Regions from separate parts of the Bos taurus genome. Here region 2 is linked to region 1. The links are chromatin contacts, called in public Hi-C maps. All regions are on one chromosome and are shown on one strand. The core of a region is the stretch at or near the end of the contact, and the rest is flanking DNA. Distances in the headings are between cores, read along the strand shown. Region 1 overlaps BTBD16 (BTB domain containing 16). Region 2 overlaps PLEKHA1 (pleckstrin homology domain containing A1).

Region 1 (2,839 bases), core at 315-2,814:
AGAAGCAACAATAACAGCATTGGCGCCAAGAACAGGATTGCTGGTGGGGGCGGGCTGAGGGCTAGGGGGCAAGTGCCCAAGGACGTGTGTGTCGTGAGTACCGTTCAGGACTCCACCCTCCCCGTATCGATCTTGTTAGCTGACAAGTCTGAACGTGCAGAAGGGTTACCAGAATAAGTCCTTTATTTTATTACCTAAATTAAACAAAACCTTTGTTAGGCTCTCCAAGTTTATGTTTCCCACGACCACAAGGAATAAATCCCCACTGAGGAAATAAAGAAGATGAAATTTTGTGTTTGTTAAAGAAAAGCAGTTCCTCCCACACTGTAGTGGACCGCATCCATGGCCCCAAATACACAGCCTTTTCCTGCAGGAACTCCAAAGTGTCTTTCCTGCCCCTTGACTTTGATTTTGATCATGTGACTTGCCTTGGCTGATGGGATGTTAGCGGACATGAGGTGGCTGAAGGTTTGAACAGCACAGGTGCAACTGGGCTTGCCCTCTTACCCTCTGCTGTCACCACGACAAGGACATGCCCAGGCTAGTCGACTGTCTCAGGAACACGACAAGGGGCTAATGGAGCAGATGAAATTCACAGTTGAGCTGAGCCTATGTGGACTGAGCGCCTAGGTGCTCTAGGCCTAGGTGATTGCCTAGGTGGGACACCAGTCATTGGCTGACAGAGCACAGGGCTGACATTCCCCCAAATCGAAGGCCAGGATTAGTACTTAAAACTGCTGCTCAGGCTATAAAGATACATCTCTATTCATTGAGCATCTAACTATTTGCCAGGAACAACACTGATCATTTTCAGTATACCATCTGATTTAATCCTCCAGCTTGCTCTTCAAGTGTGTGTGTGTGTGTGTGTGTGTGTGTGTTGGTTGTTCAGTTGTGTCTGACTCTTCGTGACCCCATGGATTGTAGCCCTCCAGGGTCCTCTGTCCATGGAATTCTCCAGGCAAGAATACTGGAGTGGGTTGCCATTCCCTTCTCCAGGGGATCTTCCCAACCCAGGGATCGAACTTATGTCTCCTGCATTGCAGGTGTATTCTTTACCATCTGAGCCACCAGGGAAGCCTTAAATCTACAACTCTTCAAGGGAGATGATATTATCACCATTTCACAGATGAGGAAACTGAAGCTCAAGGAGGTTAAGCCACTGGCTAAAGGTCACAGAAAGAGTGAATGTAGGACAAGGAATTTCAACCCTGTCAAATAAGACTGCTGTGGTGATGCTAGTGGTAAAGAACCCGCCAAGAGCCCGCCTGCCAGTGCAGGAGACATAAGAGATGTGTATTCAATCCCTGGGTCAGGAAGATCCCCTGGAGGAGGGCATGGCAACCCACTCTAGTATTCTTGTCTGGAGAATCCCATAGACAGGGGAGCCTGGTGGGCTACAGTCCATAGGGTTGCCGAGAGTTGGACACAACTGAAGCAACTTAGCATAGCACAATAGTCCTAAAGCCCAGCACCAATGGCCATCACCCCCAGGCCACCACCCCCAGCTTAGCTAAGTGCCAATGGCCACCACTCCCAGCTTAGCTCAGCGATTTCGCAAACCGAGTCCCAGAGACCTCTGCCCCTGTGGCCCAGTCACCATCCTCAGGTTTCTGGATCAGTTTGCCTATATTCCCAGGCCCAGCTCCAGCTCCTGGCCCTGGCGCTAAGGAACACAACAAACTTTGGCAAAAATCCTAAGATTTCTTCAGGGCTCTAACCAAACAGAATATAAAATAAATTCAAATTTGTTTAAGGCCATGAGTAGCCAGTGCCAAAAATAGCAACTCATAGCATTCAACTTTTTTTTTTTTTAAGCTGGGTTCATCCGAGAATTTGGAGACCAAATCCAGATGGGTTTCGGTTTATTCACGTGTGCAGTACCATCATCTGTGGGGTGGGGGGCAACAGAGAGAGGCTGGCTGGTGGGTCTAGAAAGAGAAGACGTGGCTACTTGCTCAGTAAACGTGGAACCAGGAGCTCTTCTGGGCCAGGTGCTGCCCAGGCACAGCCCACACTCAGGTAGATCAGACTGAGTGCTCACAAGGCAGATGCCACCGGTCCAAGGAAGTAGCAGCAGCCAGGCAGGTCCAAAGGGCCAAGGAAATGAAGTGTTTCTTTGGCAAAGAGCTCCAGCTCTGCTTCCCCAGGAAAGGCAGGAAAGAACTTGTAACCTAGAGAAGTGATGCTCCAAGCCATCTGCTTAGAACACTCTGGGAGGGACCAGGGAGCCGGCTTCTCCCCCTGCTGGACATGCATGTTCCTGGGGATGCGAGTTCAAACTCTGAGCGGGGCCATCTCGCTGTGTTTGTCAAGAATCCAATTGATAAACTCAGAATCCTCTTAGGGTCCAAAGTTCCCAGTACAAAGGAAAATCTGGGGGAAAAAATTCTCCGTTTCTCTGGACTTTTATCACCACCCACAGACGTTCTCAAAGGAAGTTTTCACCCTGACCCTGTCCATCCTTAAGGGCTGGTCCCAAAGGCAGCCTTTTTGCAAATACCCAGGACAGCCCACCTGCCCAACCAGTGTGGCCCAAGTACTGGGCACTTCCCAGAAGGGCAGTTCACCCTGCCGTGGGCCTTTGAGCTTCCTACCTGTCTGGGTTCTTCAGAACTTCATCAAAGTCTATGTTGGCAGCCTTGCACATCTGGGAGAGCCCCAGCAGGTCTCCCGAGAAAGGCTGTCTGGGGAAACGCCACCGGTTGGTTGAGCCAGCGATTCGGCGTTCCAGCCGGGGTTTCTGCTGCTTGGGAAGCAAAGAAAGAAAGAATGTCTTTTTCTTTTAACCTCTCATAAATACCAGATTTTCCAAACTCTACAACAGAAAGGAAATTTA
Region 2 (3,124 bases), core at 351-2,850, 130 kb before region 1:
GAGCTTTCTAAAAGAGCCGACGAAATGGATGCATCTGCAGAGAAAATAACAACTTAACACCTTTTCATTCTACCATTTTCAAATGTAGCTGCAAAAAAAGAAGAAAAATCTAAATATAAGTTTCAAAAATAATAGCTTATGAATAAAAATGTTGAGTGGTGCATTCTTTATGCATTTGGATTTTTAAACTGATGCTATGATAATTCTAGTGTAACAGATAGTAACCTCTGGACCACACTCTGATTTAAGAAATCCACTCCCACTTTCTCGCTCTCAAACAAAAAGTCTTCTGAGAAAATGAAAAGGAGAAACAGCGACATGTATGAATTCAAAACAAAACAGTACTGTAATATGGCAAAATATCATAAAAAATAGCAGCATATGAAATTCAAGACTATTTTCTTAAAGCGAATGTTTAAGACTGAACCGTAGAAACAGTACTTGGTCAAACTGGTCTGTTATTCAACACCTGAAACTAACGATGTTTTTTAGAGAGGAGCTTATGTTTTTGACATCCCCATGATTAAATGTATACTCAAATTTGTGCTTAAAACATGTATTGCACAGACAGTAGAATAACAACATTCTGGTATCTCTAACACAAAATGGTATGCTATTTAGCACATTAACTTATGCTACTAAAAATTAATTTTATCCCAATTGTTTAAAACCAATCACATAGGACTTTTACGCACATTAATCTCAAAACATTCCTAAACAAGATGAACACTTGAATACAGGTTACTAGTGACAAAAAGCAGAGGCTACAACCACATGACTGAGGGCAGTATCTTTACATATAAACGAGGTCTTCCACTGATTCAAATATAGAAGAACTATTTACAACATTTTGACAAGAAAATCAGGCCTCCAAGAAATTTCATACCAAATAATTTTCACTGAATAAAAAGCAATGACTGTGCTGCACATCTTGACTAAGATTTTACAAACAAATGTCCAAGATCTACCTATCTGAATTCTAACTCTCCCCTTTTCTCCAACAGTACAACCCACAACCCTCACTAACAGTTCAATAATACCCTCTCTATGCAAAATGCACTGCTCACCTTGAGATCCAGAGCAACAAAAATGGTTATCGTTTCAAAACTGTCCACACTGTAGTATAAATTTTACAGCACCACAGACATCACGAGTTTAGACATCTTTGTCTGGCAATATTTCAGTCAATAATATTAACCAGTAAGAATGTGTAGAGACTGAACATCTAATAGGAAGTCACAGTAGCATTTTTAAAACAACCAAAGTAATTATAAGCATTTTTCATGTTTTAAATTGTGAAGCGGCTAAACTGTCAAATTCACTAGGAAAAAGTGTCTCTCTCACACACACACACACACTGTTATCATCCCAATGAGAACAAAGCTTCAGACAGTTGATACTAACAGGGCATTTTTCTTTCTTTTTCTTTCTTTTAAAGAAATTACATTTAGTTTGGCCACTTGCTAGCTTCCTGGCTTACCAGCTTATAAAGAAGACAGCGACGAGGCAGGATATTCTACGCATTAAAACCCACTTCCCCTTTATCATCTTTGGCGAGAAGCCTTGTGAAAAGGACACTGAGGGCTGATGAGGCGGGTCAGGCTCCACGAGCTTCCACCTCACACGTCACTGACCGGAAGGCTTGCGTCATCCAAGTCCACGGGGTCACAATCTTGTTCCTGAGGGCCATTTTTACTTCGAGGTTTTAGCAGAGCTTGTTCGGTCACTTTGGAAGCTGGTTCTCTTGGAGAGACAGTCTGGACCTTGAAGTTCCCTGGCTTGACCTTGGCAAGAGATTCATAAAATCCTCGCTTCTCCATGGGAAAGCTTGAGACCAAAGAGTTGCTGCGAGAGGCTGTGGAATGTGGGGTGGCTGCTGCGGCACTGGCAGAGAGGAGAGCGTGTTTGGGCTCGGAAGGACTGTTGGAATGCTCCTGCAAAGAGGAGTGGTGGTCAGACACAGGCAATCAATAACGACAGGGTTAGTAACTCAGTGTGAGACTTTATTCTCTGAAAAACAAACAGAACAAGACACACACAGAGCAGAAGCATGAGCCGTGCAGCATACGTGTGCAAGTTCTTTCCCAAAGCAGTGCATTTTTAGGGGTGAGTTTAGAGCGATGACAGCCAACAACCATTTCCACTGAGAAACCAGTTCTGTCACCAAAGTCCAATCTGGCAGCTTTGACACTTCAAAGGCTCAGTCAGCCTAGACTGGAATGCAGTGTACCAACTGCAACTGAACTGTGTTTAACAGGGGGCCTATCAGCTTTACCATTTTTACTTAAGAGTTTATTCTCAATAAACAGTAGGAATTATCCCATATGTTTTAGAAAGATTAAACAATGAAAATGTAGAATATAAAAATAAAAGGCAATTATTTCTTTAATAAGCAGAATTAAACATTTTTCAAACCCATTATTTTATCTGGTAGCCTCATAAACTTAGTTTTTGCTTCCCTGATATCATAGTCCTTTTGCTTCTTATTTAACTGCATTTATTTATTTTTGCATATGGCACACATTCACATGGCTTGACATTTTAAAGAGAGCAAAGGGTACATACTTAAGCATTTATTAAAACTGTTATAAGATAATTTGAGTTGTGAGTATTCAACACGCTTCTGACTAAATCAAATCTGAAGTTAACCTTAAATATGACCATTCCAAATGCACTGCCATATAGTTCCTACTTCATTGTGTTCATTTGTGACATTGGTGGCTTTGAAAAAAAAAGGGCTATAAACAAACCACCAAAACACTACAGATTCCCATTACATGGCTAAATTTCACCTAAGAGCTAATAAGCCATGCAAACTATAGTAATATAGAGTTTATCCAATGCATGTGCACCTGTGAGTTTGTACATATTACCACAAAGGTGCATGTCAAGTGGTGTAGTATAAAAAAGTTCCCAAATACATGAAATACAGAAATCAAAATTCTTGTGGCAACTCAGGAAATTAAGCTTTAGAAAATAGACAGGACTTTTTAAATTAGTAAAGTTCTATTTTTTTTCCATTATTTTTTTAATAGACATATTCAACCTGATAACTATAGTGAAATAGTTTGCGTTAGTGTTGACAAAGTCAGTTACGATAACTGCAGAAGGCAGTTTGGTTAAC

The links. A called contact is a pair of places that touch in the nucleus more often than the background predicts.
Region 2: a contact with region 1 is called in a Hi-C map of liver, with 4 times the contacts expected there. The contact joins two enhancer-like sites. A contact is called at or near these places in 3 of 11 Hi-C or Micro-C datasets (blastocyst, liver and skin fibroblasts).

The regions. Positions count from the first base shown.
Region 1 is chr26:42,123,741-42,126,579 of ARS-UCD2.0, reverse strand. BTBD16 (BTB domain containing 16) reads right to left here. Exons shown (of 16, transcript NM_001038131.1): 3 at 2,598-2,746. Among named protein-coding and RNA genes, the nearest start is that of BTBD16, 4.4 kb to the right of the region's middle. Within about 2 kb of position 1,564, at least 2 of the 102 cell types and tissues checked have an H3K27ac peak or open chromatin away from gene starts, as enhancers often do. A contact at or near this core is called in liver, where this site is marked.
Region 2 is chr26:42,257,702-42,260,825 of ARS-UCD2.0, reverse strand. It overlaps PLEKHA1 (pleckstrin homology domain containing A1), which reads right to left. Exons shown (of 13, transcript NM_001075593.1): 13 at 1,421-1,934. The coding sequence ends at 1,724. Among named protein-coding and RNA genes, the nearest start is that of HTRA1, 26 kb to the left of the region's middle. Within about 2 kb of position 1,600, at least 21 of the 102 cell types and tissues checked have an H3K27ac peak or open chromatin away from gene starts, as enhancers often do. A contact at or near this core is called in liver, where this site is marked.